2 separate regions of the Mus musculus genome follow, and region 1 is linked to region 2. Evidence: chromatin contacts called from public promoter capture Hi-C data. All regions are on one chromosome and are shown on one strand. The core of a region is the stretch at or near the end of the contact, and the rest is flanking DNA. Distances in the headings are between cores, read along the strand shown. Region 1 holds the start of Spint2 (serine protease inhibitor, Kunitz type 2). Region 2 holds the start of Zfp850 (zinc finger protein 850).

Evidence for each region. Promoter capture Hi-C pulls out the DNA fragments that hold promoters and counts their contacts.
Region 1: a contact with region 2 is called in a promoter capture Hi-C map of liver, with 2.4 times the contacts expected there. The contact joins the promoter of Spint2 here to the promoter of Zfp850 in region 2.

The regions. Positions count from the first base shown.
Region 1 is chr7:29,280,032-29,284,659 of GRCm38.p6, reverse strand. It overlaps Spint2 (serine protease inhibitor, Kunitz type 2), which reads left to right and starts at 2,683. Exons shown (of 7, transcript NM_011464.2): 1 at 2,683-3,148. The coding sequence starts at 3,043. Gm45977 (a long non-coding RNA gene) reads left to right here. Exons shown (of 4, transcript XR_003946629.1): 3 at 46-84; 4 at 642-940.
Region 2 is chr7:28,012,484-28,016,859 of GRCm38.p6, reverse strand. It overlaps Zfp850 (zinc finger protein 850), which reads left to right and starts at 2,745. Exons shown (of 6, transcript NM_001254951.1): 1 at 2,745-2,844.

The DNA of each region.
Region 1 (4,628 bases), core at 1,434-3,933, 1.3 Mb before region 2:
TGCTTAAGGCAAACACTGTATTGATAACTCATGTTTTTTCTGCAGCACACTGGTGACAGTGGCCTTGGCTTCCACAATACCCAGGTATTTAATCCTAAGATTATCTATGGGCTGGCTGTGGTATCGCAAGCCTTTAAGCCCTGGAGGCAGAGGCAGGTAGATCCCTGTTAAGTCTGAGGACAGCCTGATCTACATATAGAGTTCTAGGAGAGCCAGGGTTACACTGAGAGACCCAGTCACAAAACAAGGAGTACCTCTTGCAGAGGACTGGGGTTTGGTTCCTAGCATCTGCACGGTGGCTCACAACTGGAGTTACAACTCTAGTTACAGGGAATTTACTGCCTCTTCTGGTCTCTGTGGGCACCAGGCACACACATATGTGGTAGTCAGATGGACATTTAAGCAAAACACTCATACACATAAAATAATCTGAAGAGAGAGAGAGACCTGTCGACTGCTCCTCATGCAGTTTTTGTTCCTCATCTCTTAAGCCTTCAGTTACCGAGGCTTGCTTCTCATGGCCCTTTCTCCACGGCCAGTTCCAACACTCTTGATTTACTCCATTCCAGCCCCAAATCCACCCTCCAGAGTTTAGGTTTAGTGTTTGTTTTGTTTTGTAATGTCTTTTTTCTGTTGCTTAGCAGGGTCTCATGAATCCCGGACTGGTCTGAGTTTGCTATGCTGACTATAAATTTGAACTCTTGCTTTGGGTCCTCTGGCTTTCAGCTCCTGAGTGCTGGGATTACAGGCATCTGCCAAGAAGGTTGGCTTTGTGATGCCAAGGTTGGTTTGTGTGATGCTGAGAATCAAACTCAGGGCTTCCTGCCTGCTAGGTGAGTGCTCTAGCAAGTGAATTACACCCCACACCTGGTGGTTTTCTTTTTGCTTTTTGTTCTTCAGGGTAGGGGTTGGTGCTTGTTACTGGGGTTGGCTATGAGCTATCCCAGTTCTGTTTCCACATCCAGAGTGCTGGGAGTACAGGCTTGCGCAACCAGGCCTACTTTGTTTACCGTAATAAGGACGTTATTTTCTTTTTCTTTTCTTTTTTAAAAAAAGATTTATTGGGGCTGGTGAGATTGCTCAGTGGGTAAGAGCACCCGACTGCCCTTCCAGAGGTCCTGGGTTAAATTCCCAGCAACCACATGGTGGCTCACAACCATCCATAACGAGATCTGACGCCCTCTTCTGGAGTATCTGAAGACGGCTACTCGTTTTGGATGGTTGTGAGCCACCATGTGGTTGCTGGGAATTGAACTCAGGACCTCTGGAAGAGCAGTCAGTTCCTTTTTTTTTTTTTTTTTTTGATTTATTTATTATTGTATGAAGTATACTGTAGTTGTCTTTAGACACCAGAAGAGGGTGACAGATCTTATTATAGATGGTTGTGAGCCACCATGTGGTTGCTGGGATTTGAACTCAGGACCTTCAGAAGAGCAGTCAGTGCTCTTAACCGCTGAGCCATCTCTCCAGCCCTATTTTATTTTTCTTAAACACATTTATTTGTGTGTGTGTGTGTGTGTGTGTGTGTGTCTGTGTGTGTGTGTGTGTCTGTGTGTGTGTGTCTGTGTTCGTGTGGTCTGGCAGGTGCCATGGCTACAGTGTGGAGGTCAGAGAACTTCAGGAAGCCAGTTCTCTTCTTCCACCGTGTTTGCACCAGGAATCTCCTGGCCGCCTGGGCCCCGGAGAGAAGCAGCGAAGCTAACAAGGCGTGGAGCACCCGGGCACGCCAGGCCTCCAGCCGTTGGGGGGTGGTGGTGGGGGGTGACCTTGCGAGCAGGTGCGAATCTGGTCATCAGGTTTGGTGGCAGTTGTATTTACTTAGCCACTTTGCCAGCCCAAGAGCAGTATTTTCAATGATAACGAGATCATTAATTCTTCTGCTAACGGCCTTCTACTTCCTCTGTCAGCCCTCCTCCATTCATCCAGTTTAAATGGAGCTTCTTTCCAGAAGCCCACCCTGGTTCTGTGGTAGTGGTTTGTAAGTCTCCTTTGGGTGTTGTACCTAGTCCAGTCCCCGTGTCCCTCCCCCTTTCAGGTCTGTTCATCCTTTGCAAGCTTCTGATCGTCACCCTAACACCTCTATATATTTGTATTTGTCTTCCTGTACGGGGTCCAGAGAAACCTGCAGTTTTAAGGACTTGTCACCTCTTTCCAGACAGTGCCCTGCCTAACTGGCAGTCGCACTGAATAGGAAACTGGGCTCTGATCATGCCCTGATTTTCACTGTCCCAACCCCTGCTCACTCAACTGTAGGATTTCACCATCACATTCCTGATCACTCTTCCCTCTGCTTCCGCATCACTACTACGGGCTGATCCTGTTTGACGACACACAGGCCAAGCTGGCCTGGCCACTGCTCAATCCGGGACATTTGTTTATGGCACAGAGAACGAGGAATTTAGGCAGGATATATCTCTCACACCTAAAGGAACGCTAAAGCAGAGCGGGCAGACAGCCACAGGTTTCCGAAAAGTTTCTCTCGCCATAGTCACAGCGCAAGCACGAAGGCGCAAGGACGTCGTGGCCAACAGACCCACGCCTCCCGCAAGGTCCGGCTGGGGCGGGGTCAATGCCAACCACGCCTCCTCCCAGGAGCCGGGGGCGGTGCCAGGTGCAGGCCGCAGAGCCAGGTGCGGGGCCCTCCGCGCTTGCGCCGCATCTGCCCCGCCCCGCCAGGTGCGCCCCACCCCCAGCCTGGGTGCCACCTTCTCTTGTGTCCCTGCGTCCGCCATTCGCCGTAGTACTCCTCGGACGGGTGGAGGCTTTCACAGTCTGGGGAAGAGTCGCAGAGTGTTGCCGCGCGAGTCCAGGGACCGTGTTGGGAGGCAACTAAGGCGTCGCACGCGCCAAAAGCCAGAAAAAAGGGCTTCCGGGGACCCGGGCGCCTCGAAGTCCTACTCCGGGGCGAAGCCGCACCTGAGCCCGCGGACCTGCAGTGCGCGTGCGCGGCCGTGGGCTTTCCCGCACCTGCTCGCGAGACCCCACCCCCACACCCCAACGGCCGGCGGCTCGAGGCCTGGCGCGCGGCGCTGGCAGCAGGTCATGGCGCAGCTTTGTGAGCTGCGGCGGGGCCGGGCGCTCCTCGCCTTGGTAGCTTCGCTGCTCCTCTCCGGGGCCCAGGTGGCCAGCCGAGAACTAGACGTCCACGGTGAGGGCCAGGCGGGGGATCCGGGAGCAGGGGATAGAGGAGGCCGCAGCGAAAGTGGGGGTACTCGGTGCGCAGAGTGATCGCAGGCTCCTTGGGGTTGGGGAGGATGGGCGGTGGAGCCAGACCTGCAGGTGGCGGGCTAGGAAGGGTAGGAGCCTCGCGAGCGCGGGGGCGTAAGGGTTAGCAAAGTGTCCCTTCCAGAAGGAAGGAGGAAGGGAGGGAGATGAGGTGTATTGACCCAGGAAGGCGTGGCACTGGAAGTGGGTGAGGAGCTCAACGAAGCGGAAATTGCTTGGCCAAAGAAAGCCCGGGGTGGGGACGGGGACTTGGGGTGGGGGTGGGGGGCGCATTCAAGCCTCAGAGGTGGAAATTTGTTCGGGAGACCTGTTGGCCGCTTTGGGTACAGGGAAAACGCACTTCGGACACCTGTTGATATCACATATGGCAACAGCCCCATGATCTCCCGAGGAAGAAGAGAAGCAGCGGTTGGTAGAAGGGAGGAGCTTTGCCAAGGTGCCTGCCAATGCAGGAACGTCTGTTCTCCGAGTGTAGTATTGGCACCCAGCAGCTGGGGTTTGCGTCTTTAGGAGTCGTTACAACTTTTAACTGCTTCAGACAACCACTAGCCAGCTTTGAAAAGATCTCTTTTGAAAGAATTCATTGATTGAGCAAACTTAATTGAGTCCCCGCTGAGGGTCTGTAAGAATGGTGGTCGTGGCTGACTCAAGACTAGACAGGTTCCTGAATTCGCAGAGCTTGGATTCCAGTGGGAGCGAACACTTAACGTGCAGAGTACTCGCCAAAGATTAAATGACTAGCGGTGACTAGAAGACAGCGGGATAAGAACAGTGATAGAAGATGGTGAAGGGTACTTAACTCAGGAAGTACTCTAAGGAGGGTGGCACCTATCCTAACAATTGAATGAGTAGGTGGCAGCCATACTAAGACCTTGGGACCAGTGTCCCAGGTAGTGGGAGGGAGTAGTGAGGGTCTAGAGTAAAATTGATTGTGATCAAGGAAAAGACCCCACCCCCACCCCAAGGCTGGAACAGAAGTCAGGAAGGGGAGAAGTGGACACAGCCACGAGGCCCAAGTCCTTAGTGGGCAACCTATTTGGTGAAAGAGAAAGCAGGGAGTGTGGTAGCTTCTGAGGAATGGTCTATTCCTGTGTCTAAGACTAGGGCAACAACAAGAGTTATGGAGAATGCCACAGGCCGGTGGGAGAGGCTCAGCCCTGGTGATCCAGAGTCAGAAGTGCAGAGGTTGACCATTGTAGTATAGCCAGACTCCAGGTTGCCTTGTGTCTATAAGTTACCTGGCCTGTGGCTGTGGATATGGCTTTTCTAAGCTCTTGCGTTGTCTGAGCCTAGAACCGGCCTGATGTGGTGGTGACATCATAGGCCTTTGGAAGGTCACACAAAGTGATTGGCTAGGCCGTGTCCTTCTGAACGGACTAGACTTACCGACCTTTTTGAAGTAC
Region 2 (4,376 bases), core at 1,496-3,995:
CTAAATGCATTTTTCATTATGACATTACTACAAGTCTATCTATCAAACTCAGAGATCTGCTTGCTTCTTCCTTGAGTGCTGGGATTAAAAGTGTGTGCCACTGGAGAGGTGGTGGTGGCTCATGTCTCTAATTCTATCACTGGAGGAGGCAGATCTCTGAGTTCTGTGTCAGCCTGGTCTACAGAGTGAGTTTCAGGACAGCTAGGGCTACACAGTAAAAAAAAAAAAAAAAACAAAAAAAAACATGTGTCTAAGAAGAAAAAAGAAAAAAAAGTATGCATTGTAACACCCTGAACTGTGAACGAGTGTCCCTTCTTATACCTGTTACAGGGAGATGTTCTGTACCGTGTGACTGACAGGCAGTCTACAACCTGTGCTTGCAATCAGGCCGTCCGATTCCTGGACACCAGGCGAGAGGGAAGGACTCTGTTAACTGGGAGCCCATATGGAGAGTGAGCTAGGAGTTTTATGGAAGGAGTCTAGGAAAAAGGAGCTACTGGAGGAGAGTCACAAAATGGCTTGCTCACATGGAATGAGAGACTCCATTTGGATTTGGTCTGGTGAGCCTTCTGCACTGCTCATCTCAAGCTCAGCAGCTCCTGTGGGTTTAATGGGACGAAGGCCCTGAACAGACTCATCCAAGATGCTTACTGCAGCATCCAGTGCAACTGTGGCAGCACTGTCTGTGTAGTGGTTGTGGGTGCATGGTTCCCCCAGAGACGTGGCTCTGTAGCTGCCCTGCTGATCCAGCCAAGGGTGTGAAATCCGAGTGCTACCCAGAGGGTCCTTCATCCATTGTCATGAGCAGACCAGGGAACACCCACAGTGCTGCTGTAGTAACCAGATACTTGGGAGGCAGAGGCAGGCAGATCTCTGTGTTCAAGTCCAGCTTGGTCTACAGAGAGAGTTCTGGGACAACCAAGGAAAAACAGAGAAATTTTGTCTCAAAAAGAACTGAACCCAACCAACTGAAACCTAAACCAGGCAACCACACACACACACACACACACACACACACACACACACACACACACACAAAACCCATGTAAGAACATGGCAGAAGTATGGAAATCCATGTTCATTGTGGAGAGGGGCGGCTCACTCACAGGATAGATGTAGAAGAGGATGGGTGTGAAGAGAGGATCCATCAGGAAGGGGATTTCTCAACACATGCCTATGGTCACCTTTAAGGAATACCTTAAAATAGATGGAGTCTTTCATTTTTAAAAGTGCAGTACAAAATATATAAGGTATTGGCTTTCCCCTTCCCCCGAAAAAAAAAAAAAAAGCATAAAAAGGGAAGCTTTAAACAGAAGCATCTCCAGGTAACGGGCATTTCTGCCAGGAGTGTGTATACAAGAACACCCTCCCTTCAAGGCCCCCTGATTCCATTAAAGTTTAATTGTCTTGATTTTTATTCTGTCTGCATTCATAGCTGATGATGCTGTCTAAATCATCTATGCCCTGTTGCTTTTCTGGATTCCTTCTATCAGTTATTGAGACTGAAAACTTTTGTATGCAATGCTGGATTTGGCTGTTTCTCCTTATTTCTCTATTGGACGTTTCCCCTCATGTTTTGAAGGTGTGGTATTACACGCATACTGTTTATTTTAGTTTTTTAGACAGGTCTTCACTAAATAGTCCTTGGTGGCCTCATCTCATAGACATTCACTGGCTGTGTCTCCTCATTGCTGGGGTCACATGCATGTGCTACCACGCCCAGCCAAGGATATTTTCACTTGATGACTTGCTGTCTCTGTTATTGCTGTTAGTACTGGCGATGCTCTTTGCCCCCAGAACTGCCTCCATTTTAAAGTTGACTTAAGTCTTTTTTTTTTTTAATACTATTGTGAGGATGGTCACTTTGAATCGGCTAGAATATTTAACACATTTTCTGTAGTTAACACTTATCTGCAAATTAATGTGGCACCTATACTTTAGCATTTACATAATTTACAGTACATTTAATGCAATTAGTTTTATTACTAGGATTGTTTAGCCTTTTCACAATTTCTTTCTATCATGTTTGGAAAAAGTTCTTTGTATAACATGAGAAAAAACAAAAGTGGTTTCGAAAGTTCCATAGTGTCAAGTTACAATAAATGTGTCTATCCTATAAAAAAGAGGCCTATGTTTTGGGTTTGTGTTTTGTTTGTTTTTTAGTTTTTTGTTTTTTAGGACACTTAACGCGTGCTAGTCATTCATCCTCCAACAGGAGGTAAATGACTGCCTATTGAACACAGTTCTGGTGATACATACAGATGTAGTCGTCACTCAATTTTTTCTATCTAGTCAACAGGGACACCGAACCCTGGAAGGGTCCAGAATATCTGGCTCTTTGAAATCGTTAATATAAACTACCCAACTTTAGAAACCAACCAATTCTTTAGTTCGGTCTTTTCAAATTTACCATAGTCCCTAGCAGAGCACAGCGTAGTGGAATCCCACTGAGTGGGACTCAGGCAAAGCGTCCGTCCCGATCTGATCTACTTCCTATTCTAAATTTTAAAATTTCCGCTCGTCCGTCCACGCCACAGGAGGGAAAATCAGGTAGACACAGAACACCAAACTCCGTTTTGATCCCAGGAGGCAGCCTCCCCTCGAAGCATGGGGAGCCCCCTGCCCCCCCACCGTGGGAACTCCCACAAGCCACTGGGCCCAGTTCCCGGATGGGCCGGGCTAAGTTGCATGCTGGGACCTTTCGGAAACGCCGGGCTTCTTGAAGGCTCCACATAGCTCCGGACGCCGCCAAGGGTCTTTGGCATCCCGGTGCCACCAACACGGAAGGTCTGATCTTTCTGGTCCAAAGAAATTGCTGGTTGGCTTCGGTCTCCACAGAGTAAGGTGGGCTGGGTATCGGTGTGGGCGCTGGTGTAGGGTGAATGGAGATGTTGACGCGTACGGGCGTGTGTGAGCGTGTGTGAGCGTGTGTTTGTGTGGGTGGGTGGGCGCGCGCTCGCGCGCGTCTCTCTGTGTATACACACCTTGAGCTCTCTGCTCATCTGTGTCACTGTGCTTATCATTTTCTTTCAAGGCCACAGGGGTTGGAGCAGAGGGCTAAGCATCACTAAGGAGAAGTCAGGTGCGGAGTCTGAAGGGAAGCTTTCCCTGAGGTACACACGAGCTTGGGAGGTGCTTTTAAGGCCGGAAGTGCCTCCGAGGGTCGCTTAGGAGGGCTGCTCTGGGTTGAATACCCGAAGTTTCTCAGAGCTGTAGCCATGAGAGTGTTGAGGGACGTGAAGGAAAATGCTCGGTGAGGATGCTCTCGGATATAGTCTGAGATCTCGTGGAATTATCAGTAAATGAAGGAGGAACGTGAAAATTGATACCTTCACCTCTGGGGCCCATAACGTTGTCCCTTCCCTTTCCACTTCACCTTATCATTTCAATGAACCCCGCCTTTTCTTCTCTACAATCACCCTTTTCCTAAGATGTTCTAGGTAGAAACCTCCAGAGGTTATCGTTAGGTCTCTCAAACTCTGATTTTATAAATCGATTTCTATTTGGATGGCATCGCATATCAGATGCGATCCTTTGATCCTTACAGGCCTTGTTTTCAAAGCAGGCCAGGAATGTCGGGGATAGATGATGTGTTCACTGTGAGGATTATGGCAGTGGGAAAGTGATAGCACTGAATTTGGCATCTTTGAAAGCTAGTGATTTTCTGAGTGTGTGTGTGTGTGTGTGTGTGTGTGTGTGTGTGTGTGTGTAATGGGTAACGTTGGCCAGATCCAGATGAGCAATGCCATGATTGATCGTGGAGTGTGGATCTGTGGTATCGGGTTGGAATCTTGGTTCTGTCCCCTCAGGCTCTCCAGGCCTGTCAGGAACCGTAGGATGCCTGTGGTGAAGCCTGTTAGTGCAGTGCCGCCATATCCTAAGGGCCTGGTGTGCTTTAGTTGTTCTCTGTGAGGCCATCTTGGGTTCATTCCACTCAGTGTTCAGCAGGACAAGGGAGTGTGAGAAACAATGCGATTGCTGGTGGATGTTTAAGAAAGTGACTTAAAAAGAAAAGCTAGGCTTCGTGGTATACATTTAATCTCAGAGGCAGAAGCAGGAGGATCACTGTGAGTTCAGGGTCAGCTTGGTCCACATAGCAAGGTCTAGGCTAGCTGGGCCACACAGTGAGATGCTGTTTTAAAAACAAGGACAGGAAAATGAATGTGCTAATGCAGAACATATTTTTTTAAAACTTTTCAGATAAAAATGTTCATATTGTGCATAGCATAATATTTTGAAGTTTTTCTATACTTTGGGATGACTAAATCGGTCACACTTTTGTAGAGAATATGCTAGCGTCTACTCAAACCCATTAATTGTCACCGTTTTTACATGATATATCAGGTGAACTTTTGTTATGTAGGTGAGATTTTGTG